4 separate regions of the Mus musculus genome follow, and all the other regions are linked to region 3. Evidence: chromatin contacts called from public ChIA-PET, Hi-C and Micro-C data. All regions are on one chromosome and are shown on one strand. Each heading gives the region's core, a stretch centred on a gene start, on an enhancer-like site or on the middle of the called end of the contact. The rest is flanking DNA. Distances are from core to core; before and after follow the strand shown. Region 1 overlaps Gm40038 (a long non-coding RNA gene). Region 2 overlaps Hspa4l (heat shock protein 4 like). Region 3 holds the start of Larp1b (La ribonucleoprotein domain family, member 1B). Region 4 has its middle 9.0 kb from the start of Gm40038.

What was found. Hi-C and Micro-C count contacts between places; a contact is called where the count stands out from the background. ChIA-PET counts read pairs in DNA pulled down with a chosen protein or histone mark.
Region 1: a contact with region 3 is called in a Hi-C map of the G1E-ER4 cell line, with 2.8 times the contacts expected there. The contact joins the enhancer-like site here to the promoter of Larp1b in region 3. A contact is called at or near these places in 2 of 39 promoter capture datasets (liver and stem cell-derived epiblast-like cells), 19 of 484 Hi-C or Micro-C datasets (DN3 thymocytes, the G1E-ER4 cell line, Sertoli cells and 8 more), 3 of 115 datasets of contacts at active chromatin or transcription factors (embryonic stem cells and stem cell-derived neural progenitor cells) and 3 of 9 other capture datasets (adipose tissue, embryonic stem cells and pancreatic islet).
Region 2: a contact with region 3 is called in an RNA polymerase II ChIA-PET map of effector CD8 T cells, with 41 read pairs. The contact joins the enhancer-like site here to the promoter of Larp1b in region 3. A contact is called at or near these places in 3 of 39 promoter capture datasets (fetal liver, hematopoietic stem and progenitor cells and neutrophils), 5 of 484 Hi-C or Micro-C datasets (the HL-1 cell line, Th1 cells, Th17 cells and 2 more), 1 of 115 datasets of contacts at active chromatin or transcription factors (effector CD8 T cells) and 2 of 9 other capture datasets (adipose tissue and liver).
Region 4: a contact with region 3 is called in a Micro-C map of the HL-1 cell line, with 7 times the contacts expected there. The contact joins the enhancer-like site here to the promoter of Larp1b in region 3. A contact is called at or near these places in 8 of 484 Hi-C or Micro-C datasets (the G1E-ER4 cell line, the HL-1 cell line, cardiomyocytes and 5 more), 1 of 115 datasets of contacts at active chromatin or transcription factors (stem cell-derived neural progenitor cells) and 1 of 9 other capture datasets (adipose tissue).

What each region holds. Positions count from the first base shown.
Region 1 is chr3:41,162,370-41,165,391 of GRCm38.p6, forward strand. All of the region lies in intron 2 of Gm40038 (a long non-coding RNA gene), which reads right to left. Among named protein-coding and RNA genes, the nearest start is that of Gm40038, 9.6 kb to the right of the region's middle. Within about 2 kb of position 1,597, at least 14 of the 459 cell types and tissues checked have an H3K27ac peak or open chromatin away from gene starts, as enhancers often do. A contact at or near this core is called in the G1E-ER4 cell line, where this site is marked.
Region 2 is chr3:40,759,608-40,762,307 of GRCm38.p6, forward strand. It overlaps Hspa4l (heat shock protein 4 like), which reads left to right. Exons shown (of 19, transcript NM_011020.3): 5 at 757-856; 6 at 1,175-1,308. Among named protein-coding and RNA genes, the nearest start is that of Hspa4l, 15 kb to the left of the region's middle. Within about 2 kb of position 1,329, at least 39 of the 459 cell types and tissues checked have an H3K27ac peak or open chromatin away from gene starts, as enhancers often do. A contact at or near this core is called in Th1 cells and effector CD8 T cells, where this site is marked.
Region 3 is chr3:40,949,328-40,952,140 of GRCm38.p6, forward strand. It overlaps Larp1b (La ribonucleoprotein domain family, member 1B), which reads left to right and starts at 1,323. Exons shown (of 10, transcript NM_001040399.2): 1 at 1,323-1,357.
Region 4 is chr3:41,181,150-41,183,863 of GRCm38.p6, forward strand. No RefSeq gene overlaps it. Among named protein-coding and RNA genes, the nearest start is that of Gm40038, 9.0 kb to the left of the region's middle. Within about 2 kb of position 1,337, at least 68 of the 459 cell types and tissues checked have an H3K27ac peak or open chromatin away from gene starts, as enhancers often do. A contact at or near this core is called in the HL-1 cell line, cortical neurons, embryonic fibroblasts and 2 more, where this site is marked.

The DNA.
Region 1 (3,022 bases), core at 347-2,846, 210 kb after region 3:
GGTGTGAGGCCAGTATCTATCTACTAATACATTTACTTATCTACCTGTAACCAGCAGAAAGTCCTGGACCCACAAAACAATTCTTTGTGCATAAAGGCAAATAAAATCGCACAAGATTTTATGAAAGTGTCTCTGGGTAGATCTGTCAGTTAGGGCTCTGTGCTCTCATCCAGATGTGGAGGGCCCTTGCAAACAACAGGGCTGCCGGAGGAACAGTATAAATGAGGCAAGGAGAAAATCCAGCTCAGTGTGACTCCATAGAGGAATTGATTCAAACCTCTAGAGTCTGTGTGCTGATTTGAATGAAAATGGTCCCATAGATACCTCAGGAATGGCACTATTGGGGGTGAGGTCTTATTGGAGTAGGTGTGGCCTTGTTAGAGGACATGTGTCACTGGAGGTGGGTTTTGGGGTATAAAGATCTCAAGCTAGGCCCAGCCTCTCTCTCTCTCTTCCTGCTGCCTTTGGTTCTAGATGTAAAACTCTCAGCTCCTTCTCCAGCAGCTTATCTGCCTTTGTGCCACCATGCTTCCTGCCATGATAATAATGGACTAAACCTCTGAACTGGAAGCCAGCCTCAATTAGATGTTTTCCTTTATAAGAGTTGCCATGGTCATGGTGTCTCTTCACAGCAACAAAACCCTAACTACGACAGTCTGACACAAGGTAGATTATTTTAGACATAATTTAGTTTGTTTTCAAGACAGGGTCTCACTATATAGTTCTGTTTGTCTTAAACCTCACTTTGCAAACCAGAATGGTCTTAAACTAACAGAGATTTGCCTGCTTCTGTCTCCCAAATGCTGAGATTAAAGGCATGTACCACCACACCTGACATTAGGCATATGTAAGTACAGTACAATGTGGCAAAAAGTTTCCTGGTAACAATTAACTCAATCTTTTGTGCACAATAAAGCTTAAAGTACGACTACATCAAAACTCTTTTCTAAAGTACAATTGACTTCTTCCACAAAGATGAGTTCTATAGCTTCAGGCTTAGGGGAGGATCTTGTGTGGTTTCTGTCATACAGACATAGTCCAGAGGTCACCAGGCTATAAAGTATGTGTGGCATCTCCCGTAAAGATGAGTTCTATTGATGGAGAAACAATGCTAAAGATAAAGGTCTAGAGAGGAGGTCTGGGCTAAACATAAGAGTCTGAGGGAGTCAGGTCTTGCCTGACCCTGCAGATAGCACAGGTCACTAGGCTATCAACAACTTTCAGCTCTAGCCTTCTGGGAGGAAAATAGGTTATACATTCCTTTTGTTGAAGAGCCGACCCCACATGTTTGACATTCCGGGTTTCCTTAGTGCTTATCTCTGACACAAGGACCTTTGTGCTCCCAACATCCAGACAGTTGGGGCCTCTGTGTCGTCATTCAGGCAATTGGGGTTCTATGTTCTCATCCAGGCAGTCAGGGATGGAGAGGTGGACAGAGGCCTCCCATTAGCTGCTGAGGGTGATGGGCAGAGGTACGACTCCCCAAAGATGCTAGGCACTGATCTTCAGAGCCTGTGAAAATGTTAAGTCATGTGATAAGAAAGAACTGTGGTTGAGGTCGATCTATGCTGTTGACAGTTGACTTTGAGTTGGGCAGATGGTCCAGGATTATCTGGGTGAACACAGTATAAACATGAGGTCCTTAGAGGAAGGGAGGAAGTATCAGTGTACAGTGACTTGGAAAACATTTGGCTGGCTATCGGTAGATTTGAAGTTGGAAGAGGTTGATGAGTCACAGGAGAACAGCCCTAGGAAGCTGAAGAAGACTAGATTTTAAATTCACCAGAGTCTTCAGAGAGATAGACTTGCCATAGTCCATGGAGCACAGTGTCTGAGTTCTGGCTTCCTTAACTGTCAAATAACAGATATTTTGTGGATTTCAGGCATGGAATACATTTTTATTTGTTATAGCTGATATAGTAAACAATTCACACAGCCTTATTTATATTCCTATATGACCCTGTGGTTGGAGCGCATCTGAAATACCTGTCTGTATACACCCCTTGCTCTTCTGTCTCATTACATCAGTTTTCTCCCTGTGTCCAAGTGTTCATACATTCTACACTCCACCCCCCCCCACGCACACCCACCCACTAGTTATCATCCCATCCATGGGATTCTCCAATTGGGAAAGAATATGTCCCTCTTGGTATAATGAATATGGGTGGACAATGTCCCTTTTCCCTAGGAACTGCTAGACCTGATCCTTTGATGAGCAGGTGTTAGGAGATTTCTGTCAACATGGTTTACAGTGCCAGACTGACCCTGAAGTCATGAGGACAAACAAAGGATTTACCTTATGAGCATGCACATCGGCGACTTTAGGGACACACATGTGGTAGCAGTTACAAAGAAGCATGATGTAGGGGATGAAGAGAAAGAATGCCTGGATGCCTAAGGGTGAGTGTGAGGCCCAAGATTGGGACTGGGGTGAAGCTGTTCAGTTCAAGGGACGGCGTGAACTCATGAAAGATGAGTTGACTAGGGAGCCGAAGAATGGGACGGGCTCTTTCTGGTAGAGAACAGCTAGTTCAATCCTAATGCCATCACCGGAGAGATCAGAGAGGGAAAGCAGATACATTTCATACCAGGCTGCAAGCTGTTTAGCATGATAATAGGGGTATCAGCTATCATGGAGAGAGAAGGGCAAACTAGGGAGGACCAGTAAGCAGAAGCCAGCTGTCAAATCGCTAGACAGGTCCCACTAAGTGGGTCTTCGTTCCCAAGGAGCCACTCACCCATTTAAGGAGAGGAATGGTATTCATTTTAGGAAGGTCCCTCTGCTTGCCACAGGGAGGTTCAGTGTGGAAAGATTAAAGTCAAAGGTGGAAGGGAATAGGTAAGAGCCCGTTGTCTGGGGGAATTGGTGGAGCCTGAACTAAGGCACGTATTGGTAATCTGGAGAGGGAGCAGTTGGCATGAGAAGAGCTTAGGAAGAAGAATCAGAATATGTAGGAAGGAGGATGGAGGGGATGAAGGGGTAATCAGGAGCCCTACTGTCTGAGATGGGACTTGTGAATAT
Region 2 (2,700 bases), core at 79-2,578, 190 kb before region 3:
ATAGTCTTAGGGCTTCAGTTTACTATTATTAAATATGGACTAGTATTAAATTAACTTATTTTAGGTGGTTTTTTTTTAGATGAATTCTTACTATGTAGTAGTGTAGTAGCCCTGAATGACCTGAAATTCACTCACCTCAAACTCAGAGATCCTCCTGCCTCTACTTCCCAAGTGTTGGGATTAAAGGTGTATGCCACCTTCCTAAATAGTCTAACATATTAGTCAAGCTTTCAGTACTGTATCAAAATAATGGAGACAGCGTACCTTTGTTACAAAACTGGTTTATTTAGCTCATAGTTCTGAAGGATGAATATTAATAATGGGCAATTCTATTAGTTTGTCCTGTAGTGAGGACATTACAGCATCGTTGGCAAGAATATGTATGAAGAAAAGACCAGACTGCCACACAAGAGTCCAGACAGAAGTGGAGTCCATCATTCCTTTCTAGACCAATACCTCTCAGTTCCCTTAAGCATCTTTAACTAAGTCTACCTCCACAAGGGTCACACTAATGAGCCTTAGAGAGAGCAAGCTAAAGTGCAGCAAACAGACTAACACTGCTTCTTTGAGGCAAACAAAACTGGTGGTCTGCCATACTAATCGCATTTGTGTTCACACTCCAAATCCAGTCTGCATGGCGTAGAAAGTATCCAATTTAAGAATCCACTCTAGCATTTGATGTTGATTTAAAGTCGCATGTTTTCCTGCAGTTACTATTAAGTCTGTGGCGCAGTAACTTATGACTGTTCTTGCCAGATCCCGAGCTTTTTCACCGACGCAGAGAGAAGATCCGTGATGGCCGCAGCCCAGGTTGCAGGCCTAAACTGTCTGAGGCTGATGAATGAAACCACTGCAGGTTGGTGATGGCTACCTTAAAGAGTTAGCATTTTCTATCTACAACTCTTGTATTATTTGTACAAACTCTTGTATTATTTATAATTTGTTGTTTTGGAATACAGAGTTTGAATTCATATTTGAACTTGAAGAGCCGTTACTGCTGTAACTTTTCAGATGAGTCACGAAAATAAAACACTTAAGTAATTTATGAAAAGTTATTGTAGGTTGAATCTATATTTTACCATACTGTATATTAGAGTACCGTGTAAAAATGACTTTTCTTTGTCTTGTTCTCCAAAGCTATACAACATTTAACTTAATATTTGTTCTCACACAGTTGCACTGGCATATGGAATTTATAAGCAGGATCTTCCCTCATTAGATGAGAAACCAAGGAATGTTGTGTTTATCGACATGGGACATTCTGCCTACCAGGTCTCTGTTTGTGCTTTTAACAAAGGAAAACTGAAAGTAAGTAGCTCAGTTACTTTCTATTTATAACTGTGACGAGTGAGAGCACATAGTATATAAAGCCCTTAACAAGTGGACTGAAAGTCTTAGTCTGCCTCTTAAAAGCATAACCATCAAGGCAGGACTGGAGAGATGGCTCAGCAATGAAGAGCACTTGCTACTCTTGCAGAAGATCCAGGTTCAGTTTCTAGCACCCATAGGTGGGCCACAACCACCAGAAACCGGTGGCAGGAGATCTGACCTCGTCTTCTGATTTCTGAGTATAGTAAGTATGCACATGGTGCACAGACATACATGCAGACAAAACATAAATACATCAAAATAAATCTAAACATTCTCATTATATATATTCATATAATATATATAATATATTCATATAATTTTCATATATATACACATACATATTCATATACATGCATACATACATACATACATAATACACATCAACAACAACAAAAAGAATGACCGTCAGCAAGTTTCTTAACTTTGCTCTTACTGATGAAAACCTCCTAGAAGCTGGTTTTGTTTTTTTAATGAACCCTAGCACTCACTTCTCAAGTATGAGTAAAGGAGGGCGTTCCAGGAGCATAGGTGACTCAGTGGCAGCTGCAGCACTATGAAGCCCACAGCAGTGTGATGACTCATAGCAGCTACATCCCTGCAACCTGCTGCTGCAGAGACCTGTGAGCTGCCAGGCCTGTGGGAGAGTCCCCTGGGGTCTCTGTAGCTATGTAGTGCTTGCAATCTGTCTGTCTGTGAGTACTATGTGTCTGTGCTGTTCTGTGTCTGCCATCTGTCCAGATGCATAGCCTTGTGGTACTACCTCCATAGTACTATAATGGAATCCTTAGAATCACAAAATGAAAGGAAATGCCATCGTTGAAATTATAGGTAGTTTTGTATAAGTGGCCGTACGTAATTCTTGGCCTCTAGTCTTGAATTTTAACTTATTAACAAAGGTGGATTTTTCTTTTTTTCTCTCTCTAACTAAATTTAAGTATATTCATCTATACTTTTTCATCAGTGAGTCTTGTTGAAGTCTGATAAATGTAGTGGCCCAACAGCCCTGATTCTCAGTTGAATACACACATCACTACATGGAAGGATGCTTTTGCATTTCATGCTGGGCAGCCCTGTACCCTGTGGATATTCTGTATTCATGGAGTGTGTGTGAGTCTGTTGGAAAATTAGCACCACTTGTTCTTGCATCGTAGTGTGGTGTCCCCTCAAGAAGAAACTACTGAAGAGCCATGCCTGCAGAGTAGTGACTCCCTAATCATGGGATTATGACTGTTTTCTCATTTCTTGGAGAGAAGGGTTAGATATCCTGGAGATCTCTGACTTATGACCTATAGACAGCTGCCCAGCTGCCAGCTCTAGTCTTGTGGGAAG
Region 3 (2,813 bases), core at 73-2,572:
TCCGCTAGGGCGGGGCTCTCATCAAACCATGCCCGCCGCATTCGGGAAGACTCCACAGGCCGCGGTCGCCCGCAGCGTTTAGGGAATGCCCGCAAGTGGCCACGTCACTTTCCAGGGTGCCCGCCCCCTAACCTGCCTCGCCCTCTACCCGCCCCGCCCCTCACCCTGACTGGCCCTCGCCCTGGTCCTTGGGCACCTGGCCTACTGAACGCTGATTATCTTGGCTCTTGCCTACATCACGCCCCGCCCACTGGCACGCCTTTCCCCTTGCGCGCCCCGCCTCTTGGACGCCTCCGCCTCCGCACGCCCAGCCCATCGGCCCGCCTCAGCCTATAAACGCCCCGCCTACCTGGCCACCCCGCCCATTGGCCCTCCTCGCCCTCTGTACGCCCCGCCCAGTAGCCTTCCTCGCCCTCTGCACGCCCCGCCCCTGGCTGCCTCGCCCTCTGCATGCCCCGCCCTCAGGGACAGTTACCGGCTCAGGCCGCGCGCGCCTCCGCAGCTCGCCAGAGATCCTTCAGACTGGCTGGAGCGCCGCGTTGTCGCCCGCGCCCGCTGAGGGCTCGCGGCTCGGGCGCGCCCGGCGCGAGTGGCGAGCTCCGGCCGTGCGCTGCGACGAGGCCAGGCGGCGGGCGGTTAGCGCTCCGCTCGGCGGGCGGGGAGGACGGGCACGCCGGGCGCTGCACGCCTCGGCGGGCGGGTTCCGCGTCCCAGGACCGAAGCGGGTCGGTGCCCCCGTGTGGAGAGAGGGGCGGCCGGGCTCCCTGGACCCGGACGGCCCCCGGCTGGGCAGGAGGCTGGGGCCAGGGGCCGGCCATGTCCGCTCGCGCCCCGGTGCCCGCCGCTGCCACCCGGGAGGACCCGCCCGCCGTGGCCGGAGACCGGGACGCGCTGTTGGCAGCGACGAGCCGGCGGGCGGAGCAGCCGGCGCCCGGCGAGCGGGAGGGCAAGGAGGCGAGGGAGGAGCGGGCCGCGGCCGCCACCAGCGCGGGTGCGCGGGGAGAGCCGTCGCCGGCGCTCGTGCTGGGACACAGCGTGCCGCAAGCGGCCGTGCCCGTGAGGCCGCTGGCGCTGCACCTGGCGCACAAGGCGCGTGCGCCCGGGGGTCCCTTCGGCGGGGAGGCTCCGCCGCTGCCGCCGCCGCCTCCGCCGCCGCCACCACCACCGCCGCCGCTGCCGCCGCCAGCACCGCGGGACCCACCGGAGGACGCCCGCGAGGACCCAGCGGCAGCCGGCCCGGAGGACAAGCCGCCGCCGCCGCCGCCAAAGGGGAACCCGTGGACCAAGAAGCTGCCGCAGCACCTGTCCACCGTGGGCACCGGCGTGCCGTCGCCCGCTCAGGACTCCCCGGAGGCCGGTGAGTGCGGTCCGCGGGAGGTGTTTGGTTCCTAGGTGTCATTCACCGTGCCGATTTACATAAATGGACATCTAGGAGAGGGAGCGACAGGAAGAGGTGGGACCTCAGGTTCTCCTTGACGGGTAGGGGCACGACGTGGGTGACTGGGCAGCGGGGCTGTGCTGGGCTCGTGCCTTCACGTGTCGGCGTCCTAGACGCGGTGAATACCGTGGAAAAGTTTCCGGGAACTTGACACAGAGTAGAGGCGAGTCGGGACGAGCGGATTTGTAAGTGGAAGTCCGATTGGGCTGGCTCCTGAAGTGAGGTGGTGAAACGAAAGTCTCGAAAAGCTGCTAGGTAGATGTGGCTGTGAAGGCAGCTGGTATTAGGTGTTTTTGCGGTTGTGTGGTTGTGTTTCAGAATGCCTGACACAGGACAGTTGATTCAGAGTCCGGATCGCACAGCTGGTCCCACGGTAGCCTGCGCGTTAGCAATTGGGTTGTGCCTTTGCGTTCGAATGCTGACCCATGCAATATGGCCCTTGGGGCTTTATTTGGGTTGCAGCAACTGCAGTTAGAAAGTAAAATGAAGACTGGCTTGTATTTGGTGGCGTATGCCGATTGATGTAGAGGATTAGGCGTTCGAAGAGAAGTCAAAAAGAAAAAAGTTAGAATGGAAATGCTGAGTAAAACTCTCCTTTTTCTTTTTTTTTCTTTTTTTAATAAAACTGCACTAAAATAACTGAACTTTTCTGTGGGAATTGCGGCTGTTTTGTTGGCAAGTTTTCGCTGGTCTGGGGAGAGTTGGTGGAACAGCCGAAGTTTGAGCATGTTTATGGGGTTGTGAGGGTCAAATGCGGTGAAGGGATCCTGTACAATTGTGATTGTTTTATCTCTCCTGTAGGGGGAGATAAATGTTGAACCAATTTAGTTTCTTAGGTTTTGCACGCAGAACCAATTTAGTTTCTTAGGTTTTGCACGCAGAAATGCTCACTAACTTATTTGCTTTTGTTATTTTGCTTGCTTTTTGAAACACTATCTACTTGTGTAGCCCAGGGGGTTGTGGAATTCTTGATCCTCACGTCACTGTCTTCTTCAAGATACTGGGATTATAGACATTCTGCTCTCCTTATTAATTCTTACTAAATTTTGACACCTTAAGGAAAAACAAAACAAAAGCACTGAGTTTTGCTCTCCATCTTGTATTAGTACAATTCTGGCCTGCTGAAAAGAGCAGTTTACTACCATTGCTAAATAAGTGAAGAGAACATGGTATATCAAGTCTTCTTAAAATTTCGTAGAGAAACCTGTTGATCACTCTGTTACCCCTCCATATCTAGATTTACACAGAGTACTAGGCATTATAATATTTATTGAACTATGAAATATTAATCGAGTTTTTTGTGTGTTTGTTTTTGTTTTGTTTGTTTGTTTGTTTTGTTTGCTTTTCGGTTTTTGGAGACAGGGTTTCTCTTTAC
Region 4 (2,714 bases), core at 87-2,586, 230 kb after region 3:
CACAGGTGCTGGGTTGACACCCTGGGCTCAGCCAGATCTCATGGACAGAGCGACTCTTGGCTCTCCTCAGGTGGAATCCAGTGAGGGACCAGGCTGCCCAGTGATGAGTGATTCAGCCAACCATCTCTTCGCTTGTGTGTTGCTGCTGTCTTCCAGCTCAGATGTATTACATCGTTGGCAGATGTACTTCATAGTCTCTGTTATTTCTTCATTCAGGAAGGAATGTCACAAGCTTCAGTTAGAGGCAGAATCAAGATGTCTCAAAATGCAAGCTTCCTTTGGACACTGCTGGCTGGTTTGTTTACGTTTTCATACAGTAAGCAGCTGCTGCAAACAGCTCTTGATGCTTTTCCTTGTGCTTTTTTCTACCCGCTCTCCCGAAGCCCCCCATCATACCCTCAGACGTCCTCTCTTTCTGCTTCCTCTCGATACATCCTGCATCCCTGACAGCCTCCGACAACTGCTGCTGAGTGATTGTGTCAGCCCCATAACACAGGTGCCTGTGCTGAGTGGATTCTTTCATGGCTTCTTGGGTCAGGATGTGCAGGAAATGCTGAATATACCACAAGGAGGAGATTTGCCTGGGCTCCTTGTGTCCATGCTTCCAGCCAACATTCCCGGATTCCCGTGGATCACGCTCCAACCCAGGCCCGAATACAAATCGTGCTGCCATGTTCTTCAAGAGGTGTCAGCATTCATGAAAACTGAATATGAGTGAGTTACTCTTATTTTTATAATTTCATTTAAATAATATAGTTTATTATCATAAATTTACATGTTATTCTATTGCAAATTAAGCCATACCAGGCTTAGCTCCAAGCACAAAGTTTACCCCTTATGAATATTATTTTCACAGAGACTCTTAGGAAGGACATAGATTATATTTAAATATTTTAAGAACTCGTTTATTTTCAGAGACTTAGGGAGTGTGATTATTTGTCCTGCTCCCAAGATCCTACAAAAAATAAAAAAGCGGGGCACAGCTGGGCGGGTTGGGATAGCACCGCTAGTTTGCTTCTCAGCCATATGTGTGCTGAGTGCTTCTCTGCTGTGTCTTCCCCGTGCTAGAGTTTCAGGGACTTAGAGCGAAGCCTGGCTTCAGAACCGGTCACGTGATAGCACAGATGAGAACGGTGACAGCTGTTCAGATACATGACCCCCAAACCAAAAGACACAAGGAAGAGTGGGACTGACCTGCCACTTCAAGCAAAGCAAAATCCTCTCCGCTCCTGGCTACTCTGAGACTTTGGCCACCAACCTGGAGCCATGGTCCACTAACTGTAGTAGAACTGGGGCTCTTGCAGTTGCCACTACTCAGAGGGCCACCAGAGGGCGCTTTCCTCCTTTCAGGTTCTGCCTTACTGAACACCGCTCCTTTTGATGGATAGCACTGAGTTTCTCAGGAGCTGGGGAATTCAGCTGATGCAGCTGTGGTAGACAGCTTGGGCACGAGAAAACGTCAGTAATTTTATGTGTGTTTCTGTGTATAGTTCTTCACTTCTGTCTCCTCTGGTGAACTGTGCACTTAAGAACCAGGTCTTGTCTGTGTTTATCTCTCTCATCTGTGGCTAGCCCGGAGTCTGATGTTTAAGAGGTTTTAATAAATACTACAGAGTGTGAAGAGCTGATCTTGATACAGGTTTTAGGTTTCTGCCTCTCTGAGCCATCTGAGGTCAGCTTGACCTGGGATCCTTATTCAGTAGGTCTGGGATGGGGGTGCAAACACATCTTTGGAAAGCTCTGTGCTCCTAGCTAGCTCTTCCTGCCCCACATGTGGGCTCCTTGGCTTACTGCCCTGGCTATGGGCTGCTGAGTATGAGAAATGAATCCCTGATCCTTGGGTTTGCCCCCGAGCCCCTTCAGCATGACCCCGTCTGCCCTCCCACAGGCCTTTCTGTTCCTCTTCCCATGAGCACCTTTCCCTGCCAGAGATGACATCACCTGCCAGCTGTGGGAGACCAGCCGGGAAGACCCGGGGCTCTTGGTACCACCCACAGGGGCAGCTGCTTCTGCAAGCTGGAACTCACCAGCTCTCGTTCTGCTTCAACCAACACTTAGACTGCATGGATGCTAGAACAGAGGGCATCCCAAAGCTAAGGGGGGCGGGGGTCTCTTCTCTTATAATGAAGGCTTATACTTTTGCTTCCTCAGAGTTCCGTTTTCCAAGGTTTTGAATGGGAAATGTGTGTACACGAGAAGGTTGAGGAGAGGAACTATGGATGGGGGAGATTCCTCATGTTATGTGGGTTGGCACTGCGTGAGGAATGCAGAGAGTTTCAGTCTTTTGGGTCAGGTGGTGCTGCATAAATCCCAGTGTGAGCTTCATGGGTGTGGATGGGCAAGTCAGCTAACACTCCGAACCTCAAGCACCTCACTGGTCAAACTGGACAGTAGTGTCCCTGTTTAGCTTACATGCAGACTTGGCTTTAGATGCAAAACTGTCAATGTCAGTCACTCTAAGTCACAGCACGCGAGGCTTGCTCTTGGAACTGTTACAGGATGCTTCGTTCATTGTCCCTGTGTCCTCTTCTCATTTGGCCATCGTAAAGGAAAACAGTCATTTTTTTTTTTTGTTCCTGCACTTTCATCTCGTGGACCTGGTGATTGATGCAAGTGACTGTTTTCTCTTCTTCAAAGCAGCTGCTAGAAAGCCCAGAGCCAAACGTGTGGTCCGATCCGTCAGCATCAACTGTGCTCACCATTATAAGACGGTT